2 separate regions of the Gossypium hirsutum genome follow, and region 1 is linked to region 2. Evidence: chromatin contacts called from public Hi-C data. All regions are on one chromosome and are shown on one strand. Each heading gives the region's core, a stretch centred on a gene start, on an enhancer-like site or on the middle of the called end of the contact. The rest is flanking DNA. Distances are from core to core; before and after follow the strand shown.

Region 1 (6,397 bases), core at 1,227-3,726, 85 kb before region 2:
GATGGTGTAGAATCTTAAGGCAACAATCAGTAACATAAGAAGCTTGATACTGTTAGAAACAAAAATAGGAACCAACCATCTCTTTCTTGACAACTAATAGTACTTTATAGCTAATGCTATCTGTTAAATTTTTTTTTTAAATGAAACAACGAAATTATAAAATGAAAATCCATTGATTTGCTAAATCTCAAACTCCCAATCCATAAATAAATTCTCACACAATGATGCAATCACCAAACAGAACATGATGAAATAACATCAATTCTAGTTAAGAAAAAGAAGGTATATGAATGTCAAAATTGGAGGATAAAAGAGTTTTCAAAGGAGAATGTGCTTACTCTAAAACACCTATTGGAAAGACATGAAGGCTTTTGCTATCCGAAGCAGTAGCACCTATAAAAGCACCAGCAACAAGCCCGACACCGGATCCTGGGGTCAAAACAATGTTGCCAGGCATTCCAGTGAGGATGGTCTTCCCATGAACCACAAGGTTCCCATCGTTGATGGAAATTCCTGGCGTGACAGTCATTTTTTATGATGAGCACCTGATAACTGTCAGACAACACAACAAACGACATCAATGACAACTCACGGAACAGATATATATATATATATATAAGAACAAAAAAAAAAGGCAAAAAGTTAAAAGATGTTTACATTAAATTCAGAAACAGAGTTTCGATAAAAACAATTAAGAATTATACTAGATAACAAAAACAAAAATTTAAAGACCACCTATTTGCAGAAGACGAATATAGCAAAATAAAAATGGGTAAGGGGTAGAGTCTAAAATTTTGACCAATGGGTTTAAAATATCTTGGAAAGTTTAGGCTTTTGTAAGGAACATTTCCAGTGCCATGAGATTTTCCAGAAGGAAGAAACCACCCCAATTGCTTCACTGATGTTGTGCTTAACATTTTCTCACCTATCCGCTGAACAATCATGGAATTTTGAACCCACCCAAAACTTATAAAGAACGAAAAAAAATTTCTGAAAAAGAAAAAATTGTGTAAAATATTAAAAAGCATTTTTAATTTATCGAGACAGAAAACCAGCTCTGTTTTTTTTTTTTGTTTATTGGGATAAAATATTATGTCCATGAAGAAAAATCTGGAATGGTCAAGGTATGAATGAAAAAAGAGAGCAACTGTTCAAATTTATTTATTTACCGTGATTTAAGCTACAGTTCGTCGCTAAATTGGGATTGTAAGCTACTTTTTGGTTTTTTTTTTTTTTGAAGGAATATACGAACTATCTTTTATAATCAAGTAACTTTCAGATGGTTTACTTGAAGATCATCAACGGAAAAAAATAAATATGAAAAAGAGAAGGCCGCCGGCGGACCACAATGATCTGTTCAGACTATAAACAAAGCTCCTCTTTTTATTAGAAAAATAAATAAATTCTTAATTTTTCACTTTCAGAAATTTTTTTTTTCTAAGAAAAAAAGAAAAGAAAAGAAAAAGTGTATGCTTAGAGTTAGAGCAAGTTTGGACGGATACACGAGAAAAGCAGGTCCAATAATCTAAAAGACCTTCACGATTAATACAGCAGAAGAAAAAACGTGAAAAAGAAAACACGAACTTCTTTTAGTTAAACAGAGGATTATAAAAAGTTGGCAAAATTTTAAACGACGATGAATTTTCAATTAAACAGATATTTATTAAAAAAAATTATCTGTCACCGTAAGAGCAAAATCATAATTCATAACCATGTAATTCGAGGGATTTATCGTCGTGATCTTAACTCTTACGTAAATAAGATTTTATTGTTATAATTACGTTCTTCGTCAAGCGCAGATCTACTCCATACCATAATCCATAGTCATGGAAAGCAGAAGCTTTATAAATCGATCAAAATCTCAGAATTAACAAACAGGAAATTTAAAAAAAAATCAGATCATAAAAACTCCAAAGCACGTCTCATTTCATGATCATGATCACCACGAAACCAGAAACAAATCGCAGAGAGGAAAAACAGGACTTAAAAAAAATGAAATAAAGTAAAATACAATTTAAATAACAAATCCATAAAACTTTCAAATTTAACAAACAAAAAGTTCCAAAAGATTTTAGATCATAGAAACTCCAAAATCCAAATCCAAATCACGTCCCATTTCATCATCACCAGGGAACCAACAACAAGTCATCCAAAAGGGAAACAAATGTTACTCTAAAAAGAGAATCCACCATAAACCACTATTTAATTTCACAGTTGACGGCTGAGAACCCCAAAATGAACTCACCTATATCCGGCGGGGCTAGCTTAGGTCGTTAAGCAGCCAATAGGACTAAGAAGCTTGAAACACTCTTGACTCCAAAACTTAAAACAAAAGAAAACGAAAGAAACACTCAGCAGAAGCGCACTCCGACAAAGGGAATGCCTCTTCTCTAGAGAGAGGGAGAGAGAGCGAAACCACTAAAAATGGCTTTGTTTTCCTCTTTCAGACAACGGATGCGAGTAATGAGGGTGAAGAAGCTGGGTTTTTATAGCCACAATTTCTGGGGGTTAAATATCGAGCAACTTCTATTACGGGATCATTGGTGTACTGCCACGTGGAATTTTATATTCTATTATTGCTATTCTTTTAGAAACGTTTTGTTTTTGTTCTACAATTTTTTTTAATGAATAAAATAATAATAAACATATTAGATATTTTGGGTTAGGGTTTATTGCTTACTGTTGCTGAGCAATCCGTGACTGAGTGACAGAAGGCATCTCTGAATTGTAAATTTAAACAGCGGTGGAAATGAAAGGGGCTTGTAATTTCTATTAAAACATGAATCTGAATATTTGTGGATCCGTATGTTACTTGTTTTTGTTAATATTTTAATTTATTTCTATTTTTTTTTCAATTTACTAAGCAATTCAATCATTCAAAGGATAATTTATTTATTTAATGCTAGTAATGGTTACCTTGATAATACTAAAAACTAATTAAATACTAAAATAATATCTCAGTGACATTATTTACCAAAATGGGTGAAATTAACAATGCTAAGAGGTGGACTGAAAGGGGTGGCAGCATCGCCCTTTTTTTCTGCTCAATTATAATACATTCATCTTTAGCTCATGATATGTTTTAAAAAATAATTTTTTAATTGTGAAGAGACGTTCTACGGCAACATTAGTATACAGAAAAAACTATTGAACAAAATACGGGTAAAAAGGGGTGAAGGGTACTAAACTGGCGGCACCAAGCTTGGAGGGCATGTGACAGCCGGCACCAGTTGGGGGAGGAAGGTTGTCAAGCGGCACGAAACCCTTATATATTTGAGTTGAACGGTTATAGTAATTTGTATGAAGCGTTGTAAAAATTTTTGTGTTTTGATTTGTTGAATTGTTTTAGTGTTTTTTGTGTTTGGTTGAATGGTTGTAGCAGCTAACAAATAAGAAGAAAGACAAGGAAATTTTTTTTGTAGAAGAGGAGAAAACAAAGAAGAGAAGTCAGAAAGATTTGTAAGGTTTGTACAGTGATTAATTTTTGTTATTATATTTTTTATAGTAGAATCTTGTTTTGTTTTTGAAAAAAATATTGAGAAATTTAATTATGTTTAAATATTTTTACATATTTATATTGAAGATGGATAATCAATTTGCGTTTATTTCGATAGAGTAATTTTAACAACATTTGGTTTTATATTTGAATTTCACCAACAAATAGCTATGAGATTTAATAAAAATGTGTCGATTGATAATATGAAAGAAAGGATCAGTTCAAAAATTATTAAACATTGTGGGAAGAGAATCTCGAAACTATTCTACAAAGTCCCAGTTTCGACAAATCCCATCAAATTCACCGAGATGGAATTTGTAGACTGATGGGATTTATAGACAATGAAGACATAGAGACAATAGTCGCACTTTATTACCAGAATCAGAGTGGCCACACTGAATTGGTTCAGTTGTTTGCTAAGTTAGCTGATGTAGAGCCAAGTGAAGATTTCACTTCATTAAGTGAAGAACATGAAGTTTAAAGATCCGTGTATGGAGGTTCCGAGAACGTCCGTTGATAGGCGAACGACTATATGCATGTTTGACATCAATATTAATTCTCCATATGTGTTTGAGAACCTTAACCCAGGTCTCCGTTTACAAATACATTCGCCAGTAATTGAGACCGATGCAAATGGTGAAGATGGACGTGATAATAATAGTCCTTCTGATTAAGAGGCTGAAGATTATAGTGATCCCGATTTAGACGAGGTCCCGGATGATATCGACGGTGAAGGCATGAATGATGATAGAACTATTTACGCTTCTTCAACCAGGAACCCAAGTTGAGGCATTGTCATGCACAATGATCCTAGGGCCCACATGTCGACCGTAAATCCTAATGTGGCGTATACATTTAAGTTTTCGGAGTACCCCGATATATTACCTGCCTGCCGATTGGCCATAAATCTTGAATGTGAGGAGTTGTTTGTAGGCCAAAAATTTACAACTAAGGAAGACTGTTGATGCGGTCGTTGAGAGCACCAAAAATATCCTATTCCCTGTAAAATAATAAAAATAACAGTAAATGGGAAGTAAGGTCGAATCCTCAGGGACCGGATTGTACGAATGCTCGTTTCTTGAAATCTTAGACAATTTCTTGGCCAAGAAACTTGCGTTCCTGAAAAAATTAAAAAAATAGAATTAAGAATTTCGATTTGGAAAAATAAAAATAGTATTTAAATTAAATTGAAATTGCAAAATTAAATAAATGACGGAAATTGAGATGGAGAATATATAAAAATAATAAAGAGAGTTAAAGGAAAAGAAATTCTTATTGGTAGATTCCAGCCTCCAGTTGTCTCATTCCGCCTTGGGTTCAATCCTCAGCTTTTAAATAACCCTTCTCAACTCAAGTAAGCCAGTTATAGTGGAAGAGGACGCCTACGACCACCAGCTCCAAAGATTAGACTTACGATTTTTAGGGAACCTGACTCTAGCTAGTAATCTATGTTAGATCAATGCTTCTCAATGGCGAATCCCACGCCATTTTGTCTCTTTGGCTTGCCAACCTCTGACGCAGTAAGTTAACGAACCGACTGTGTAATCCTTCCAAAACATACAAAGCGGCCGCCTTTGCATATGCTGAAAAGCTTACTTCTTAAGGGCCATGGACGGAAGCGTCAGCCCGTAGTGCGGAGAAACGATGAATACTTGGCGAGAAGGCTAAGTACGGATTCTAGGCCTCAAGAACCCTTTTTGGGGAATATTGACAACTTTCGGCTAGATAGGTTTTAGTGGCTCATGATAATGGTGGAAAAGAAAATAAATATAAAAATGGAAAAGGGGATTTTATTGAAAGAAAATATGAAGAAACAAAAGCCTAGACTTTCAGGGGGGAGTGTTTACAGAAAAAGATGAACACCCAATAGAGTCACTTCACCCCCTATTTATAGTGCTAGAGAGATAGTCTAATTTAACTTAAATTCTAAAAAGATAAATACAATTAATTAAAGATAATTAAAATAAAATCCTAAAATTAAATAATCCTAATAATTATCTTAATATTAATTATCATAATAAAATGGAGTCTTATAAAATAAAATCTCTTCTTTTTGCGTTTTTAGTCCTTGTGTCTTCCATGCTTGCACTTTTGGCACAATCTTTTTCCTGCGTCGCATATCAGCTCATTGTGTCTCCAAATTCGTACTTTTGTCCCTTAATTTTGCTTTTGCCTTTAAATCAGTCCCTAATCGATAAAAAGACATAAATAGCTCAAATTAGTAGGATCAAGCCCAGAATAAACACATGATTAATACATAAAAATACATTATTCTAGAGCATTATCAACTGTGTATTTTCCATTAAGCGGTATAGTATGAATATGTCGGTTGATTATAAAGTCGTCGTGTTTAAACCGACATTGTATGTTGGAGAGTGTTTGAGATTGATAGAATGGTGCAATTGGTGAGTACGAGCCACATTTATCCAAATGTAGCAATACCAGGACATCTGAAAATTTGTTAGACCTCACACATGCACTTCTACACATGATGCAAAATCACCGCAAACTTGATGCCAAAACTATTTGCAACTACATCATGCAAATAGTGAAGGACATGTTAACCATTCATGTTTTGATACTGATTGCTGAAATGCAAGAACGATTCTAATATCGTGTGCCATACCAAAAAGTATAGATAGTTAAAACAAATGGTTATAGAGCAATTGTACGAAGATTGGGATGCGTCATACAATGAACTATAGGGGTGGATAATTGCTACGCAAGAGTTTGTGCCACAGACTGTCATTGAGTTGTAGACATGATCTTATTGCACCCTGGACAACCAACTTCAACCGGGAAGAATAATTTTTCATCAAATGTTCTAGACGTTCAATCCATGTGTGTAGACATTTTCCCACTGCAAGTGGCTTATGCATGTTGATGAAACCTAGCTATACG
Region 2 (6,239 bases), core at 3,530-6,029:
GATGTCAACTTGGATTTCTAAATGGGATGAAAATAGATTTTTAATTTTTAAACCTAAACCTTAACTAAAAAAACTATTCATCTCCTCTTTTTAATTTTTCCTCGGTCTCTTCTTTTTTTCAATAGTTTTTTTTTTCATTTGATTGGAAAAACTATTATTAAGATCAAAATAGTTGGAATCAAATTGATTGCTTCATAAAGATGAAGGTATGTCTTCTTTGCATTCATCTATCTCTTTTATTCAATACTGAAAAATAAAAGATTGGATTTTTTATTATTTAATGAAAACCCTAAATTAAAATTCTTGATATAAATATTAACAATTAAAAGAATTTCAGATTAAAAAAAGGGATACCCACAAAGGGATGTGAACAAACAAGCCGATTTAGATAAAAAAATCGGATTGAGACACTAATTATTCAAGAAAGTGAAGAATTGGAAAATAAAATGATTAGGAACAAAAACGATTACCATCTTCTTATTCGTCGACAACTACTTCATTTTAAGTTTTAGAACATAAATTTGTCGGTGAAGAAGACATACCTAGACTCTCCATTGAATCCTCTTTTGTTTTGTAGGTGAATGCAAAATTTTGATGAAAATAGCTTTTTTAGTCAATTGAAAAAGAAAACTAAAAAAAAGGGAGATGAACGGTTTTTTAACTAAGATTTAGGGTTTAAAATTTTTAATTAATTAAATTTATTTAATAAAAAATCTATTCACATCCCATTAGGAAATCCAAGTTGGCACTTAAAATCTAGTTAGGCTGCCACATAGGATTACCATTAGGGAGATAACGGAACTTAACGGGAGAGTGATCACTTCGTAACAAAATAATAACATAAGTGACTAAAACGTAACATTTCAAACATAAGTGACTAAATGTAACCTGAAACAAACAAAAGTGTCTATTTTTGTAGTTTACCCTATTTTTTATCATAATATTCTTATTTTATTATTAAATTTAATTAATTTAGATATACAAAATATGTATTAATAAAATAAATAATATTTATCTAGTTTAAGGGTAATAATATCATTTTATATTTATTGTTTATCTATTCCTTAATATTATTCATCTAACAAATCAAATAATTTAATTTATTAAAGGACATATTTGTCATTTGAGTAATTTTTTTATTATTATTACATATTTGTTCCTTCCAACCAAACGCATAAGTACTATTGTAATACTCATTCCATTTCATTCAAACAAATTATTATGATACCTATTTAATTTTATCACAGCTTTAAAATAATTATTTTATTACAATTCTATTTTATTTCAATAAATCAAATGTGCCGTTAATATTTATTCATCGATACCTACAAATGCTATTCTATGCTATTCTTAAATGTTGCACGTAACTAAACCTATATCTACCTTCCTTCTTCACATTGTGGAGGTTTTTATTATATGAAATTGATAAATATCATTTTTGCTCACTCTATTATGCTTATAATTAAGATTTAATATTTATATTTGCATTTATATAATTTGATCCCTATTTTTTCTTATATTGTTTACTTGGCACACCCAAATTATGCTCCCTTATACTCTTTTAGTCATTTTACCAAAATGATTAAATTTTTATTTAGATCTCTCTATTATGCTTAAATTTGAGATTCAAGTGATAAACTTTAATTTCTAATGTAATTCGGTTCTTGTATTTTTATATTGTTATTAATTAGTCTAAATAATTAATATCATTAATTTATTTATTAAAATATTATTTGGTTATATATAACTTGAATGCCCTAAGGGTCTTATAGATAGATATGTAGCTTTCTATTTCTTTTAGGTTTGCCTTGTTACATTTTTTTTTTGACATTATAAGACAATGGTCAAACTTCAGTTTTAGCTATATATTATGTTGAAACTTGATATTTAATCTAATACATTATTTTTTTTGATATAATTTGATCTTTCCACTCTTATAATGTCATTAGTTAGTCTAAATATTTAATATTATTAACTATTTCAATAAAATAGTTAGTCTAAATATTTAATATTATTAATTGTTTCAATAAAATTATCAATGTTAATTTTACTTAGGAACAATATTTCAACAAAAAAAATTTATTATGATGAATTCGAATAAATGTTTTTAAGAGAAAAAAATTCATAAAAACATTTTCAATATTATTTTTATTGTTACATAATTACAAAGTGATTTTTTTAAAATTTTAAAATGTCATATCAGCGAATTTAATAGAAGAATTTTAACCATGGTAACAATCGGATCTAAATTTTTAAATCCAAAAAGTAGAGGGTCTAAAATTTTGAAACTAAAAGTAGGATCATAATATATTTTAAACTTCAAATTTGATCTCAATAATTTGACACAAATAAATAATCAACCTAACGCAAAGCGAGAGAATCATACTAGTTATAGTTAAGATAAGGTTTTATTATTAAATTCACATTTTGTTTTGAGAAATTAGCAAATTCACATTTAAACTATATTTCCACTCTCACATTGGTACTTTTTTTTATATAATATTAGGAGTGGGGGTGGGGTAATGCAGTTTGAATCCAAGCCAAATGGGTATCTAATAAAAAAAACTTTAACCACCACTCTATACAAGACAAAACCACTCTCATATTGATTCTTAAAGCTTTCAAATAGTGGTACTTAGATTATTAATTTTGTTTCATTGTATAAAAAGGTGTACAATATCTAATAGAACACGCTACGTGTCATGTTTTTATTTCCTGATATTGTTTTTGGGTAAATTGAAACAAAACTGATAGTTTAAAAAAGCTTTAAATATGTCAATAAAGCCTTGGCATTGTTGGCAAAAGCTGAGGCCCTGAGTATCTACGTTTGGGTCCTTCCATGTGCAACTACGCACGTGTGGGTCCCTAATCCCATCTTATGTGTATGCAATGTGTGAATTTTATCCCGTTCTTCCACATCTTGTACGTATGATATGTGTGAGTTTTATCGAGTTCTTCCCTATCTTGTGTGTATGTCATGTATGGATTTTATCCAATTCTTTCCTATCTTGTGTATATGCTATGTGTGGGTTTTATCCCGTTCTTCCCTATCTTGTGTGTATGTCATGTATGGGTTTTATTCAATTCTTCTCTCTCTTGTATATATGTCCGTTGTGCTTTATATTGATTTGATTCTATGCCATGTGTGGATTTTATTTGATTCTATGAATGTAAGTATTTATATTAATGCTCCCTAAAAAGAGTTTTTAAATACTAACATGAGAAATAGGTATGATTTTTTAGTGAATATTTACTAATAAAACGGTTAAGAAATTAATGTATCGATGGGGACAACTGATGAAAGCAGGCAATGATGCTTCTTTCTAAATTTTAAACAAAGGTTTGAATTAATCATTAATTTTGTTTAAAAAAATTATTAATTTTACAGGCGGGCATTTGGGTCTGAACGAATGACTTAACCCATGATCAGGTCTAGAGAAAATGGAAGAGGGAAGAGAAAAAGAAGACGTGAAAAAAAAAAGAAATTTTGTTAATTTAATTTAGTATATATATTTTTAAGTCAAAAAAAGCAAAAAGAAAAAGAATTTAAACAAATTTTTAATTATTTTTAAAATATATATATCAATTATTCTAATTTGATGTAGAGTTAAAAAATATGTCTTTGTATAATTTTTGTAATTTATATATTTTTTAGATTTTATAGATAGATATTTTTATGAATTTTTATATCTTTATTTCAATTGTTTTTAGAAACTTAAGCTTTATATATTTAATAAAATAAAATTTATACATTTTATAAGAGAATGTCATGTGTCACTTTTTTTTATTGGCTAAAACATGTCACGTGATTTTTTTTTGTCAAAGTTGTGTTACAATTTTTTTATTATTAAAGTTCATTACAAAATGGACTAAGAAGATAAGAAATACATACTTTAAGTATCAAATTGGGTCATGAAAAATTTAGGTACCAAAATGAGAAAATAAGTACACTTCAAAAGTTAAATAGTAAATTAAGCCAATACAAAAAATTAACACTTACTACAATGACAATAAAAATAATAACACAACTTATACCACTTGTAGAACATATTCAATAATTGCGACAATAATAAGAATACAACATTGATTAAAAACAGTTTTAAATTTATTGTCAGTAATTGTTAAACACAATAATAATGGACAAAAAAACAAATGACAACTTTACTAACACTAATTCATGAATTATGACTAAAAAAAAAACACTAACATGATAAAAGTGACTTGTAGAAATTTGAATAGTATTTTGAATGGCTTAAGGTTTGTAGATGTTTGAGAGAATTTTGGGATAATTTTTTTAAATTAATTTTGATTTAATAAATTGTAAAACTTATAAGAAAGGGGAAATGGATCAACAACTTAAAAATAACATGATCTTGATATCCATAGGTGGCTAATTCAATGTGTTATAAAAGACCTGAACTCAATACCCATAAATATTAAATTCTTATTACATCAAGCTAAATTTGTATCCATAACAAAAAAAATGTAAAAACTTTAAGGGAAATATCTCAACAATTATCGATATAAAAATCATTCATCATCAATAAATGATTAAACAATAGATTGTATATATAGTATTCTAACATTAATGAGATAAGTTGACACCCATAAATATGTGTTAGTTTTACCTAAATTTGTCATTTTCTGTATAATTAAATAACAATGAATAAGATTGAAATTTAGAAAGCAAATTAAAATTGTTTGCATATGGAAATTGAGAAAGCGTAGATTATGTTATGTAAAATGTGGTCCAATTTGATTACTCCATGTGTGCAATACGGATAAGCAATTCTTTTTCTTTTTCATCACAATTTGGTCATGCACTGCACTGACTATATTCATTCATCCAATTCCAAATGGAATGTGCAAAAGCCACAACCTTCTTTGTTTTGACATAATCAGACAAAGCCAAGATCTACCGTCCAATCACTATCATAATATTATAATTATCAACAATGAAATTAATTTCATAGCTGAAAACTTTTTTTTTAAATAGTTTGGGTTGGAATAATAGTTATATAAAATTTCATAATAAAATTAAAAAAATATTATTTATTTTTAATTAGTATTTTTAAAATAAAAATAAATACGATATATAATGACTTTTTTTAATTTCAACTTGTGAAATTAAAATATTTCACCTAATAGTACTCTTTAAGTATATATATATTTGCAATAAAAATGTCCACTTCTCTAAAAAATATTATAATTTAAAATTTTAAATTTTAAATTTTAAAATTAAGAATTAAAAATTAAATTCGGTAGTAATTTTTTAAAAATTGAATATCTATTTGAAGGGTTCGATGCATTTAACTTGGATTTGCCATTTTTAGTATTGCTTTCCTAGTTTCAATGTAGCTAAAACTGACTATATACAGTATGTCCAAGAGTTGGTAGCCGGCCAAGCTTGAAAACCCTTGCTCGTCTTAAGAAAAGTTTGGTATATAGGAGTCAATCTTTTGTAATGAAAACGAAAAAGCTTTCAATGTAACGCCTGTTTCATAGTAGAGCACATGACATGGAACTTCTTTAGGTGCTTGAGGATCTTTGTTTGAAAACCATGAAAAGTAGGAATTAAACCATATTTCAGTTCAAAAAGATGCTGAATGTAAAATGATTGATGATTTAGTTCTCGTGCAGCTAACTCTCATAAAGTTCCAGTATCAATCATAACTCCTTTTATTTCACTGATCTTGATTTTTCTAGATGACGACTAGCTGTTGCTATCTGATTCAATTGCAGCAAACAATGGGTTTCGATTCATTCTAGTTTCTCGTCTTAATTTTCTTGCACTTCTTTCAATCTTCGGATCGTACACGAGGTCACCTATATGAGAAGATTGGGGCATAAAGATAAACAAAACCTAAAAAAAAAAATATATATTCACATCAATCCTCAGCAACGTTGTCAAATTTTGATAGGCCGTCGGGGCTTACAAAAATAAAGCCTACTTAAATAAATAAATAATTGTAATTAGTGAGAAGGGTTGAATCCACAAACATCAATAGTAATTTTATTCCATTAATTAAAATAAATAAAAAGGAGGTTTTTTTTAAAGAAACTTAAAATTAAAGAGAAAACTAAATTTAAAATTTAGTAAAGAAAGTGATAATTAAAAGTTTAGAGAAAATTAATACGATGAAACTCTAGTTAAAGTAAAATCTCCGTTTGATTTAAGGGTTTGATCATTGATGTAAAATATAATATTCAATGTTCTTTAATAAATTGATTGTAATTGT

Evidence for each region. Hi-C and Micro-C count contacts between places; a contact is called where the count stands out from the background.
Region 1: a Hi-C map of leaf shows a contact between it and region 2, with 2.3 times the contacts expected there. The contact joins the promoter of LOC107918136 here to the enhancer-like site in region 2. A contact is called at or near these places in 16 of 34 Hi-C or Micro-C datasets (callus, cotyledon, fibers and 4 more).

What each region holds. Positions count from the first base shown.
Region 1 is chrA01:40,907,314-40,913,710 of Gossypium_hirsutum_v2.1, reverse strand. It overlaps LOC107918136 (probable galactinol--sucrose galactosyltransferase 2), which reads right to left and starts at 2,476. Exons shown (of 14, transcript XM_016847667.2): 1 at 2,246-2,476; 2 at 339-552. The coding sequence starts at 529.
Region 2 is chrA01:40,825,126-40,831,364 of Gossypium_hirsutum_v2.1, reverse strand. No RefSeq gene overlaps it. Among protein-coding and RNA genes, the nearest start is that of LOC107921968, 14 kb to the right of the region's middle. Within about 2 kb of position 4,779, at least 1 of the 9 cell types and tissues checked has an H3K27ac peak or open chromatin away from gene starts, as enhancers often do. A contact at or near this core is called in leaf, where this site is marked.